Linked DNA regions of Mus musculus: region 1 is linked to region 2. A link is a contact called in public Micro-C data. All regions are on one chromosome and are shown on one strand. Each heading gives the region's core, a stretch centred on a gene start, on an enhancer-like site or on the middle of the called end of the contact. The rest is flanking DNA. Distances are from core to core; before and after follow the strand shown. Region 1 overlaps Spats2l (spermatogenesis associated, serine-rich 2-like). Region 2 has its middle 7.7 kb from the start of Gm22371.

Evidence for each region. A called contact is a pair of places that touch in the nucleus more often than the background predicts.
Region 1: a contact with region 2 is called in a Micro-C map of stem cell-derived neural progenitor cells, with 9 times the contacts expected there. The contact joins two enhancer-like sites. A contact is called at or near these places in 9 of 39 promoter capture datasets (3T3-L1-derived adipocytes, the HPC-7 cell line, cranial neural crest and 5 more), 1 of 15 datasets of contacts at CTCF or cohesin (embryonic stem cells), 8 of 484 Hi-C or Micro-C datasets (the AtT-20 cell line, Th1 cells, embryonic fibroblasts and 5 more), 7 of 115 datasets of contacts at active chromatin or transcription factors (SST interneurons, craniofacial prominence, embryonic basal ganglia and 4 more) and 1 of 9 other capture datasets (embryonic stem cells).

Annotation. Positions count from the first base shown.
Region 1 is chr1:57,785,974-57,791,703 of GRCm38.p6, forward strand. The region is part of intron 1 of Spats2l (spermatogenesis associated, serine-rich 2-like); the gene reads left to right. Among named protein-coding and RNA genes, the nearest start is that of Spats2l, 14 kb to the left of the region's middle. Within about 2 kb of position 4,083, at least 24 of the 459 cell types and tissues checked have an H3K27ac peak or open chromatin away from gene starts, as enhancers often do. A contact at or near this core is called in muscle stem cells, neural progenitor cells and stem cell-derived neural progenitor cells, where this site is marked.
Region 2 is chr1:57,427,346-57,432,790 of GRCm38.p6, forward strand. No RefSeq gene overlaps it. Among named protein-coding and RNA genes, the nearest start is that of Gm22371, 7.7 kb to the left of the region's middle. Within about 2 kb of position 2,581, at least 93 of the 459 cell types and tissues checked have an H3K27ac peak or open chromatin away from gene starts, as enhancers often do. A contact at or near this core is called in muscle stem cells, neural progenitor cells and stem cell-derived neural progenitor cells, where this site is marked.

The DNA of each region.
Region 1 (5,730 bases), core at 2,833-5,332, 360 kb after region 2:
AAACTGGAGGTTTTTCTTTGCTGATAAATTACAAACAAAGGAAGTCACTAAAATACCCTGAAAAGGTAGCTTCATGCAAAAATTAGAGACCAGGGAGAGTTCTTTATACTCATTTGGTTGGAACCATTCTTTGCTTACCTGTGGGTGTTGGGGAAGTTCTTTTGTTGGGAGCTTTGTTGCTTACAGGCCAAGAAAAGCTTTAGAACATCAAAAAGAGCGATTCTGATTACAGGCAGTGCTGCTCCAGTGCAGACTGACTTCTGCACAGTGCACTGATTGCTAATACCTGACCAAGGGACCCTTCTCACTGACAGTCTAGAGTGAGGGTCCAGATGACGTCTGTGAAAGACAGCTATGCGTATGGGCAGCTCTATTCATTAAAAGGGAAACTGGGAAGTGTTACACGGACCACTGTCTTGCTCCGGGTCGTTGTCCTTCTCTGTCTTCGATGAGATCTGTGGACTGGATTCAGTGCATGAGTCTGGCCTTCAAATGCCTGATGCATTTGATTGTCTCACTGTAACACTAGAACCTTATATAGATAGGGCCTCACTGTGTATGTATGCCGGACTTGAAACTTGCTGTGTAGACCAGGGTGGCCTCGAACTCACAGAGCCTGCCTCTACCTCCCTGAAGAGATTAAAGACATGCAGTATCATGCCTGGCTAGAGGGTTTTTTTTTTTAATAGTATTTAATGTTGGCCTGGGGCTTTGAATAAATCAACTCATTTATCATTCTACAGTCCATGAGCAAGAACTGTTTCAGCTGAGTTGGGTGATACCAGCTCAGCTTTCCAAGGCTCGAGTAATTCATAATTTCCAAACTTTTGATAGTGTTTCACATTCTGGGTTGCATTTCAAGCAGCCCCTTCTCCCATTGATTAAGGCAGAGCATATTTAGGTAATGCTTAGATAAAATGTACTTGTAGCACACGCATGAAAAGTTTCTAAGAAGAAATTAGAAAGAGATTATCAATACCATGGCCCAGGGCCCCACCAAATGCAGGAATTTCTGCAGTAGCCCATTTGAACCCATCTAGGAATGAGAACTTCACACACTAATGATGCCAGGTAACACTAATGACAGCAGCTGGCAGCTTCTAGGTCTGACACTTGTTTAATGTTGGGCCTTGCATGACTGTGAGCACACTGCTCTTCGATGTAAATACAAGTGAACAAAACTATTTCTTAAGACCTTTTCTTCACAGTGTATTGAATTCTTCCTCCTGCTGTTGGCCTTGCAATGGCCCTTTGCCACACCTCAGAATAGGCTGGGATCTTCGGAGAGCTCCTGTATTCAGTACAATACTCAAACCTTTTTTCTTTTCAGGGTGACTTGGTCCAGGTGTCAACCACGGCTCCTCATCCTGCTAGCTCTCTTCTACCTTACTGTCCGTTTCTTCTAGATGTGGGCTCTCCACTTCAGCATCCTAAGCCCAAGATTCTGAGAGGCAGAGAACACAGAACTACTTAGCTCTCTTGACCATGGGTGATCTTCATTAGCCAGATTCAGTGATGGCCTCCTTTGTAAGCCAAGGCCAGCACATCTCTAGTTTGTCTATACAAAGGCAAATCAATGTTCCATGTCTTTTTCTTAAGACCCACTACAGTGCTGGGATCCTTCCCTGCCCAAGCAGTCAGTTCTGAATCAGAGGATTCATTCAGAGGGTTCCACATCTGTCTTTAGGGCTGTTGTTGTCAAGTTGTTTTTTCCTCATTATCAAGACCATTTTGATATCCAGTTTTTAATTGTTTGTTAGTGATACTTTCATTAACTTATCATGTGGGTGTTTGAGTTTGTGGTTTGGTTTGGGCAATGGAACCAGGGCTTTCCCATACACGGGGCAAGGACTCTGTCACTGAGTCACACACACACACACACACACACACACACACACACACACACACACCTTCACTCTCCCTAGCTCTAAACACCTGGAGTCTGTTTCTTTCTCCAAGAGACTTCAGCATGAGAATTTTGTTAGTTTTTAAAATAAAAAATCTAGTATGATGATCCCACATTTACTTTGTTGTCAAAGAGGATACAACAAGGGGATGTCTTAGCCCAGCACATTAGTGGCGCTCACCGTTGGTCTGTTTATTACACATTACAGAATCTCTTTTATGAGCGAAACAAGACTGGTTTAGAATTGGTTTTAGGTTACATTACTTTTTCTTCTTTTTAAAAAAAAAAAAGACTGAAAATTGCTTCTTAGCACATTATTCATCTCATTTCTATAGAAACATGTTCTTAAAACAAATCATTGAAGTGACAGGAAATTACTCCTTACGTGTCTCTCCAGCATGTTGTCATGTTCACACCTCCTAGAAGAGATAGTACTGAGCTGAGACATGTCCAGACAGTAAGCTGGCACCTACAGACATGCTCCATGACAGTATCAGTGGCATGACTATGACAGAGACTGTGTTGATGGCACAGTGTCAACTATGGATGTGTTTACTCCAAGCAGAATAGTCTGTTTTATTTGCAAAGTCTTTCCTGTTTCTTCCTTTTGCAAATAATAATAGTACTAACAATAATAGTTATATGTGGGCCTTTTGGATCAATGTCAAATACCTCTCCAATAACACACAGTGCTTTCATTACTACTTTGTAGAATTTATGCACAAAATGCTTTTTATATGTTTTCCCCTTCACCTTGTACTAGATGTAGAAAAGAGTACAAGGTTAGTAGTCACAAGAAACTCAAATTCATGTAGTCAAGGCACAAATCTTGTCTCGTTAAAAGAGTAATATTTATGTTAATGTTTTTGAAGCATCCTCACACATTTTCTCATGTGAAAAAATATGGAAACATACGTACATATTTGTTCACTTTAGGAGGTACAGAAATGGACACAAATAGGTTAAAACACAGCTAACATTTTACCAGCTGGAGATGGTCACTGTTGAAGTTTGGTGTTTGCTTTCCTGATACACATTTTGTGGTGGTTGTAAGAATCCATGGTGTGTGTGTGTGTGTGTGTGTGTGTGTGTGTTCTCAACAAGCCTCAATAAAGACACAGAAGTTAGTGCTGAAGAAACAGTGTAGAATAGTAATTAAAAGTGCTTTGAATCCTAAGGGTGTAACTCAAGAGTTCCTGAGTTGAGTCCCTAGTAATGCCCCCAACCCTGGAGTGTTCCAGTTCTGACACCTTGAGGTTCTAGTCCTAGCTATACTAATTATTATTATGTAGTGACTGCAGTTCCAAAACTCTCTAAGTTTCCTTGTCCACTTCCATGAAATGGGCTGGCCATAGTGTATATTCATTATTAGAATTAATAAGAGCATGGCGTTTGGTCTACAGCCTGTGCCACATGTGTGTGAGCTATAGTTACTAGATGAGTTCTTTTTCCTGCTTTATTCACTCAAATTCTAGGGTCAAAAATTTCCTTGTCAGAACATATTTGAAAACACTTAGAATGACTGCATAAATTTCAATATATGAATACACTTAGATAGTATCATTTCCCTAAAGTTTGCTCATTTCTAGTTCTGTGCCACCCTAAAGAACACCACAGTTTATATCCCATACTTTTTTTTTGTATGTGTATAGACAACAGATTCAAAGATGAATCTACTTCTTTTTTTTTTTTACGTATTTTCCTCAATTACATTTCCAATGCTATCCCAAAAGTCCCCCACACCCCCCCCCGACTCCTCTACCCACCCATTCCCATTTTTTGGCCCCGGCATTCCCCTGTACTGGGGCATATAAAGTTTGCCTGACCAATGGGCCTCTCTTTCCAATCTACTTCTAATGGCATTTTTATTGAAAGAGAAGAGATTTCAGATTTTTTTAAATGTTTACCAACGTGCTAGATTAAATGCTGTGTGTTCTTCACAGCAGAGTTTCCCTTCTGCCCTTGCACAGCCCCTTTGAGGGAGGTCTGTCACCCCTAATTTTCAGAGGAAGAAGGTCTGAGGGCAGACAGGCTGCTTGCCCGGAGTCACAGATAGGTAGTGGAAGTACAGGCAGCTGTCTGGTTTGGAAGCACAAGCCTTTTCTATTCTGCCATGCACTCATTCCTGTCTCTTGGAGGCCAGCAGAATGAATAGTCACTATTGTGCTTTCTACAAAATGTCACTGGGTGCCACGTAAAAGATAGGACACTTGGCTGGAACTCTTGGCTTGCTCGATGGCAGTTCCTCTTGTGTGCGGATGTTCTTATATGTCTTATAATGGAGCCTCATTAAAATAAGGCGTTAAGTCAAGGGAAAGCAGCATTGATATGATTACTTGATGAAAGCATTGCATGTGTAGAAGACGTCTATTTAGTCAATACAACAGAAAGCTTCTTTGTTTTTTGTTGTACGGACAAGGTCGGAATCACTAATCTGCCCGGGAGTCAGAGTGCTTCACGTAAATCAGCTAAGGAATTAAGCAGTAAGAACACTTAAAATAAATTGATACTGTCAAAAGAAATTGCACGTTTCTCTTCTTGCTTGTTTGGTATTGATTAGCTTTAGCCATAGGATGGTACTCACTGAAGGAATGTTGATAATACTCTGAGTATCAGTACAGGTATGGGGGAAACTTGAAGTATATTGGGGTATACCCCCGCCAAAGGACTATTTGTGAGCTGCCAAGTTGTCTTTAAAAAGTCGGCTTTGGGAACATTTATCTTGGCAGCTTTCAGATCTGACTCACAGCATGCAGTGTGGCAGCCAATCTTGTAGGAAAAGCATATAATTAATATGACGAAGAAGGCACAGGTATTGCCAGTCAATACCTTACATTGCTCCCTAACAAAGGGGCAATTGAAGTTACTTTTTAATAAGGTGATCGTGGTTTGTCATTCCGTAGATTCTAATTCCTAGGAAAGGCGATCAAGAAATAAATACTGGTTATAATCTTGCATATATAAGAGGTGCTTTGCTGTAGCTTTTACAGCCAGTTACTGTCTAGTCGGGACAGCTAGCTTTGGCTTTTGAATTCTCGAGGTGCGCCATCTCTTGAGCTCACTCACTTCTGTCTTGTGATTGTGCTGCTTTCCTCCAGTCACTCTCATGCTTGAAAGGGAGAAGCCTTAGCTTCAGCGTCCCAGTAAGCAGGAAAGTTTCAGGTCCTGACAGAACTTCTTTACCAACTTGAACTATTGATAATGTCTCCATCCGCATGGAGGTGTTATGGGTGGGAAGTGCCCAACCAGTCAACCTTTAGTTCTTTTCTAAAGATTGGACCTGTTACTTAGTCTACCAGACAAAGAGCTATCCTTCCATGTGCCCCAGATCCTTGACTCTCCAGTGGGGATAATGGGGATTGCAAAGTCACAGATCATTTGAAGGATCAAATATATTGAACGAATCATTTGGCTAACTCAGAAGTTCTTTCCTGCTTTGTTTTCTTAGTCACTAGAGGAGCTAATTTAAAATATTTTCAGATGAACAGTGGCTATATTCATAAACAAGTACCTTTCCTAGGTCTAACCCCACAGGCATTTCTGATTCTTTGCTACCTTATTAGATGATACTGCCACAGGTATTTTCTCTCCTCTGAAACCCCCAATTGCCTAGCTTAGAATCTCTCAAAAGTTGGATGCTCATTCCTGAAGCACAAATCCTTAGAGGATGGAGAGTTAAATTTGAGATTGAGGCTTAAAGAGCAGTCTTTAGAACACTTTAAAGTCCTTTGTAAAGGTAGACATTTAAGCTACATCTGTCATCACAGAACTCAGGAGGCAGAGTCAGTAAGATCACTCATGAGTTAGAGGCCAGCCAGGCTTAA
Region 2 (5,445 bases), core at 1,331-3,830:
GACAACCAAAACGTCCAGACAGTGCTAAATGTTAAGTACTCATCTGAACACTTAGCTGCTGTTGTAACTGTTAATGTGAGAAACACTTAATTTATCAAAGCTTGTCAGCCCCAACAAAAGCCCCCATTTCCTCAACCCCATCTCCTTCCTCCTTACAGCAACTGACCAATCGTTCCTGACTGTCACGTGAAAGGAAAAGTATCTGCCCAGAACATCCAAGATCAAGTTCTCAGAACAAAGGAGGGACAGAGGGCAGGGGTAAGGGACAAAGACAGGAGGTAGAGGAAGAAGAGGAAGGGGACAAGGGAGAAAGGAGAAAGGAACACGAGGGGAGGGGCATTTGTCCAAGGGGAACAAAAGTCCGCCTCTAGCTAAAGAGGGGACAAATGGCAGATTACAAAGGTAAAGAGGGAACCCCAAGTTAGGAGGATGTGGTTAATTTTAATTGGACATGTTAATTAGGTGAGCCAAAGAGGGCTCTGATTGCTGAACTATAATACTTTGATAGCTGGACCTTGGTAGTCAGCCTCAGAAGTAAGTGGCCAAAAGAACGAACCTTGATGGCTAGCTTTAGGAATGTAATTTATTTTTATTTTATTTTATTTTATTTTTTTAGCAAGGCAGAGGGAATGGGGGAGAAGGGTAAGACCTGCCAGAGCCATGCCCTACATTCTAGAGCTGGCTAGAGTCCCTTCAGTGAAGCCCAGGGCCCACCAATGTGACGAGACACAGTCACCACCTATGTCAGGGATAAAAGACAGAAGCCAGAATATTCTGGCTGAATGTGTTGGTTAGCTGTGTTGGAATTCTGGCACACCATTTAAAAGAAAGAAAGAAGAAAAAAGAAATTACTTTGCTGAATTACTCTTCGTGTGTTCCTTTGTGTGACATAGAGGTTATACTTTTCCCAACACTATGAAGCAAAATTGTCTTATACTAATAGTAGTTGTCATTTATCTATTGCCTACAGTGCCCTAGGGACTCACACTCAATATTTCCAACAAGACTTCCACCTTAAAGAGGGGTTATCATTATCTTCATTTTACAGACAGGGGAATGGGGGCATGGAATGATTTACAAACTTGTCTGGGTTTGTGCCATTGGTAAAATCTAGGCTGCAGAACACTGGGCAAACAGGAGTAGGCACTGCTGTGAGAATCTTTGCCTACCTACCCACTAGAGCAGAGACTGGGAAGCAAGCGAGCTCCCAAGCGGTGCATGCGTTCCGAGTGATGGTGCCAACTTTCCTTTCTAAGCCTTAGTGACTGTTTTCAGTCCTCATCATAACAGTAACAGGATTCTCTTAGAAATTAAATGCAGCCGCATACGTGAAAGTACTTAGCTGGTTTCTGGCACACGGGTCGCTCTGAATTCCTTTTCCTTCCTCTCCATATAGCCCCATGCCCTTAGCACTGAAAGTAGATCCTGAACACCTTGGTCAGACAAGCCCACTGGGAAATCTAACCTTTAAGCGATCTGTACTTTCACAGATCAGAATTGAGCAGAGCAATCTCCCTAGAAACAGCCTGCCATGCTGGCGTCTTGTCCCACATTGCTAATGACCAACAGTACCAGCCATCAGCACTTGCCAGCTAAGCCAAAGGGGGCTTTTAAATCTGCACTGATTGGATGCCATGGGGCTGGGTTGACAAGTAGCCTCCTGCTCCATTTCTAGATGCGAGTCAGTGAATTAATAGCTTGCCCCATTGTTTTCTAACACAGCCAATTAAGTGAACAGTCTGAATGTTTTGGCCAGCAGGCGGCAGCCTTTGCTAACATAATGGTCGGTACTCCTCTGTCTGGCAGAACCCCACCAAAAACTGGGTGCCTGTGAGGTTTACATGGTGTAGCCTTTAAATTGGGACGGGGCACAAATCTTGGCAGATAGAATTCCGAGAACTGGAATGGGGGCAAACCCCGTGTTGGTTTTTATCCATCTCCAGCTGAAATGGAGAGTTTTGATTCAATTGTGAACGCAAGTCAAAGATAATTTGCAGCTCCCACTCGGGACAGCTAGAAACACTGCTCACACTCTTCATTGCTTTAAAACTGCAGTAACTGTGGAACCTGCTGCTAGCTCTTGTTATTTAGCACATTAATATAGAAGTACACATAGAACCATATCACATATCTGTTGGTTTTGTTTTGACATTTTAATACCTACCTTTTGATACCACTGGCTTGCTTTGAGTTGTTATAGACGGTTTTATTTAGTTTTAAGTGTATTTACTTTAAAGCATTTTTTTTAATGATGAGAAATCTACAGACTTCACCACTCTGTCAATAGGTCCATAATTTAAAACCAGTACCAAGAGCATCCAGTGACAAGGCTACCAGAACAGTCTCTAGAAAAAAGAGGATCAAAAGATTTTTTTTTTCTTTTTTGTACTCAGTAGCTGTGACTTTACTCTTATCCTTCCATCTTTTCCAAAGATGTGTGCCATATCTGTATGAAACTGTTTGCAGCGACGCCTGGCAGAGTACACTTTAACCTCAGGGTGAGATTTTGGCGTATTCAGATCACATTACTAACAAAAGCTTCAGTGTCTAGGATGCCTGCCATCCCTGCCTAGGGAAGGAAGAGGCACCCGCTCTTCCAGCTGCTTTCACATCTTTGTTCCGCTTGATTTATTGCCAGGGCTCAGGGATCCCCGTCGACAATTACTTCCTTTTCGGCAAGAAGCCCTGCGTTCCCTCGAAGCGTCACTTCTAGAATCTAGTCTCCTCTTCTTCCTCCCTTAAGAAATATTCTGAAATATGTTTAATAGGAGGGGGAAAAGTGTTCTTAAACACCCCCCTCCCATCTTCTTGTTTCCTTTCTCCCAAGTAAGGGAAGCCACACTAATTGGGCAGACCCAGCCTGGGGCTAGGTACATTGTCCATTTTCCTGATACTTTATCCCTGAGTGTTGTCATGGAGACTACAGGAACCAAACAAGTCCACTGGAGGAATGTTACCTAACACTTTCTCATTCTTGGTCGCTGAACCATCTTCCCAGCTGGATCTTCCAACTGCCTCTATCCCCACTGCTCCCCAGCCTTGCTTTTTCCACCCCTAAGTAAACCTGTTTTTTTCTGCTGTGCTAAAGTACCATAGTCCAGGCAACTTAAGGGAAAGAACTTGTTTTGGCTTACAGTTCCAGAGAGATAAGAGTTCCTGTTGAGTCGGGCGTCATGACGCACACCTTTAATCCCAGCACTTGGGAGGTAGAGGCAGGCAGATTTCTGAGTTCGAGGCCAGCCTGGTCTACGTCTACAAAGTGAGTTCCAGGATAGCCAGGGCTACACAGAGAAACCCTGTCTCGAAAAAACCAAAAAAAAAGTAGAGCCATGGTAACAAGCAGCAGGCACAGCCAGAGTTTGAAGACCAAACTGCAGCCATAAGCACAAAGGGAGAGAAACCAGAAACTGCAGGAGGCTCTTACTTTCAAAGTCCACCCCCAGTGACATACTTCCTGAAGCAAAACCACACCTCTCCAAACACTTTCACCAACCGGGGACTGAGTATTCATACCTGCAATTATTACAGAGGACATTTTCATTTGAACCACTGCTACATCCCGTACTCCCTAAAAAGACACCAACAGCATCTGCAGTGGCAAAAATAACAAAAACAGGAAGATGCTCTCTTATTTCTTGAAGGCTGACGCTGTCCCCGTCATGTGTCCTTTCGACCAGCCATTGAGTATCGGTAGTGCTCACCAAATCTGTATCCATAGGGAAACTGAGACTCCGATCTTTTCCAGAACTTTACACATGTATCCAGGAGAACATTCTGGATTAGGGTGAGTCCTGATTCCATTGTCTGGTTCTTTTGAGATGAGAAGAGGACGTGGAGAGAGGATGAAAATGGGCGCAGTCAGTGGCCATCACAGTTGTGAGCTGAGGAGGTCTGGGACCATCAGAAGCTGGAAGCTGGAAGTGAAGTTTCAGGGGGAACATAGATTGATCATATATTGATTTTTGGAACCATAGATTCCGGAAAGATGAAGGAAAATGATCTAGCTGTTTTGAGACACTAATTTATAGTTCTTTGTTACAACACACTGGGGAAACTAACAGGAAAGCAAACACAAAGTGTTCATTTCACGATGAAGCCAGTGAGGTGGCTCTCACTGCTCTCGCTTGTCAAATGCAGAAACCTGAGCAGAGAGGCAGAGGACTTGCAGAGATTGGCACAGCCTGTGGAGTGTTGGCATTTGAACCTCTGATCTTAGTAACCCTAATGCTTTCCTTTCACTGCCCCTGGGTGTTGGATCTAGTTATCTGTTGACTATGCCTACTGGTTAAAATGATTTACGATCCCATGATAGCTGTGTTGCCAAGGGGAATAAGGACTTTCCAGTGGATCTTCTGTTTCCCCAATGGAGGGAAGATTGAAAGGGAGCTAGCTTCCCCAGCTCCTGGTCTCCACAGGGCTCTGTACCCCAGCGCTTTTCTGGAATGCCTTGGCTTCTTCTCCTCTCTGTCATTCCTATCCAGGCTGTGGAGAGCCTCCTCTGAGGCAAACATCTCCTCTTCAGAGCAAGCCTCCTGTTTCCTAGCAGATCATATCATGAGCATTTTCGTAAGCCAGAGTGGTTCCACAACGTGGCGATACAGTTATCTGCTTGGGAAGAGCAGCAAGTGCTGCTGTGTCCAGGTGCATAATTCTTTTTATTCATAGGGACATTTTTAATAAAATGAACCATTCTCCTGATATAAAATTATTCCATCCCCTGTGGCTCAGGTCAGTCCTTCTCATACCACATGCCCTGTCCCCTGGTGTTTGGGTTCCAGAGATGGCCCACTACAGTGAACTTCAAACCATGTCTGCAAGCTGTCCGGCTGACCTGTGTCAGGGATTCAATGATGTCAGCTCACACAACTCAAGGGCTTGAAGCCTATCAATGTCCCAAATCCCCAGCTTGTCAAAAGTCACCTGGTTTGAACTGACAGCAGGGTTTTCATTTGGGGGGAGAAAAAACACCAAAGGATTTTTACAAGATTTGCTGTAGAAGTGCCAATCCTGTCACTTTAGGTGAAGCTCATACCAGTTCAGGTGGCTGCTCTAGTCTCACCAGGTGGGTGGCCTCAGGCACATACCTGAGCTTCTACTAGGACAATATTGGCTCATCTCAAAGGCTTCTAGACTGAACATTTCAAACAAGAAATATAATAAAAAGAAAGAAAGAAAGCAGACTAAAAAAAAATGTTATCTTCTTCCAAATGCAGTAAGAGGGTTATGTTATAATAGAATGTGGATATGGTCAGAGAGCTGCCTGCCACAAACAAGAAGCAGCAGATTTTTCTAAATAAGAAAATCTGAAATAAAGAGCCCGTTGACTCCCTTCTCTCCAGTGCCTGTCTCATGTTTAAAAAGAATATAAAGGCAAAGACTAAAAGCCTACTCTGAGTTGGCATTTTACAGAACATCATATAATTGTTTTTTTTTTTTAATTAATTT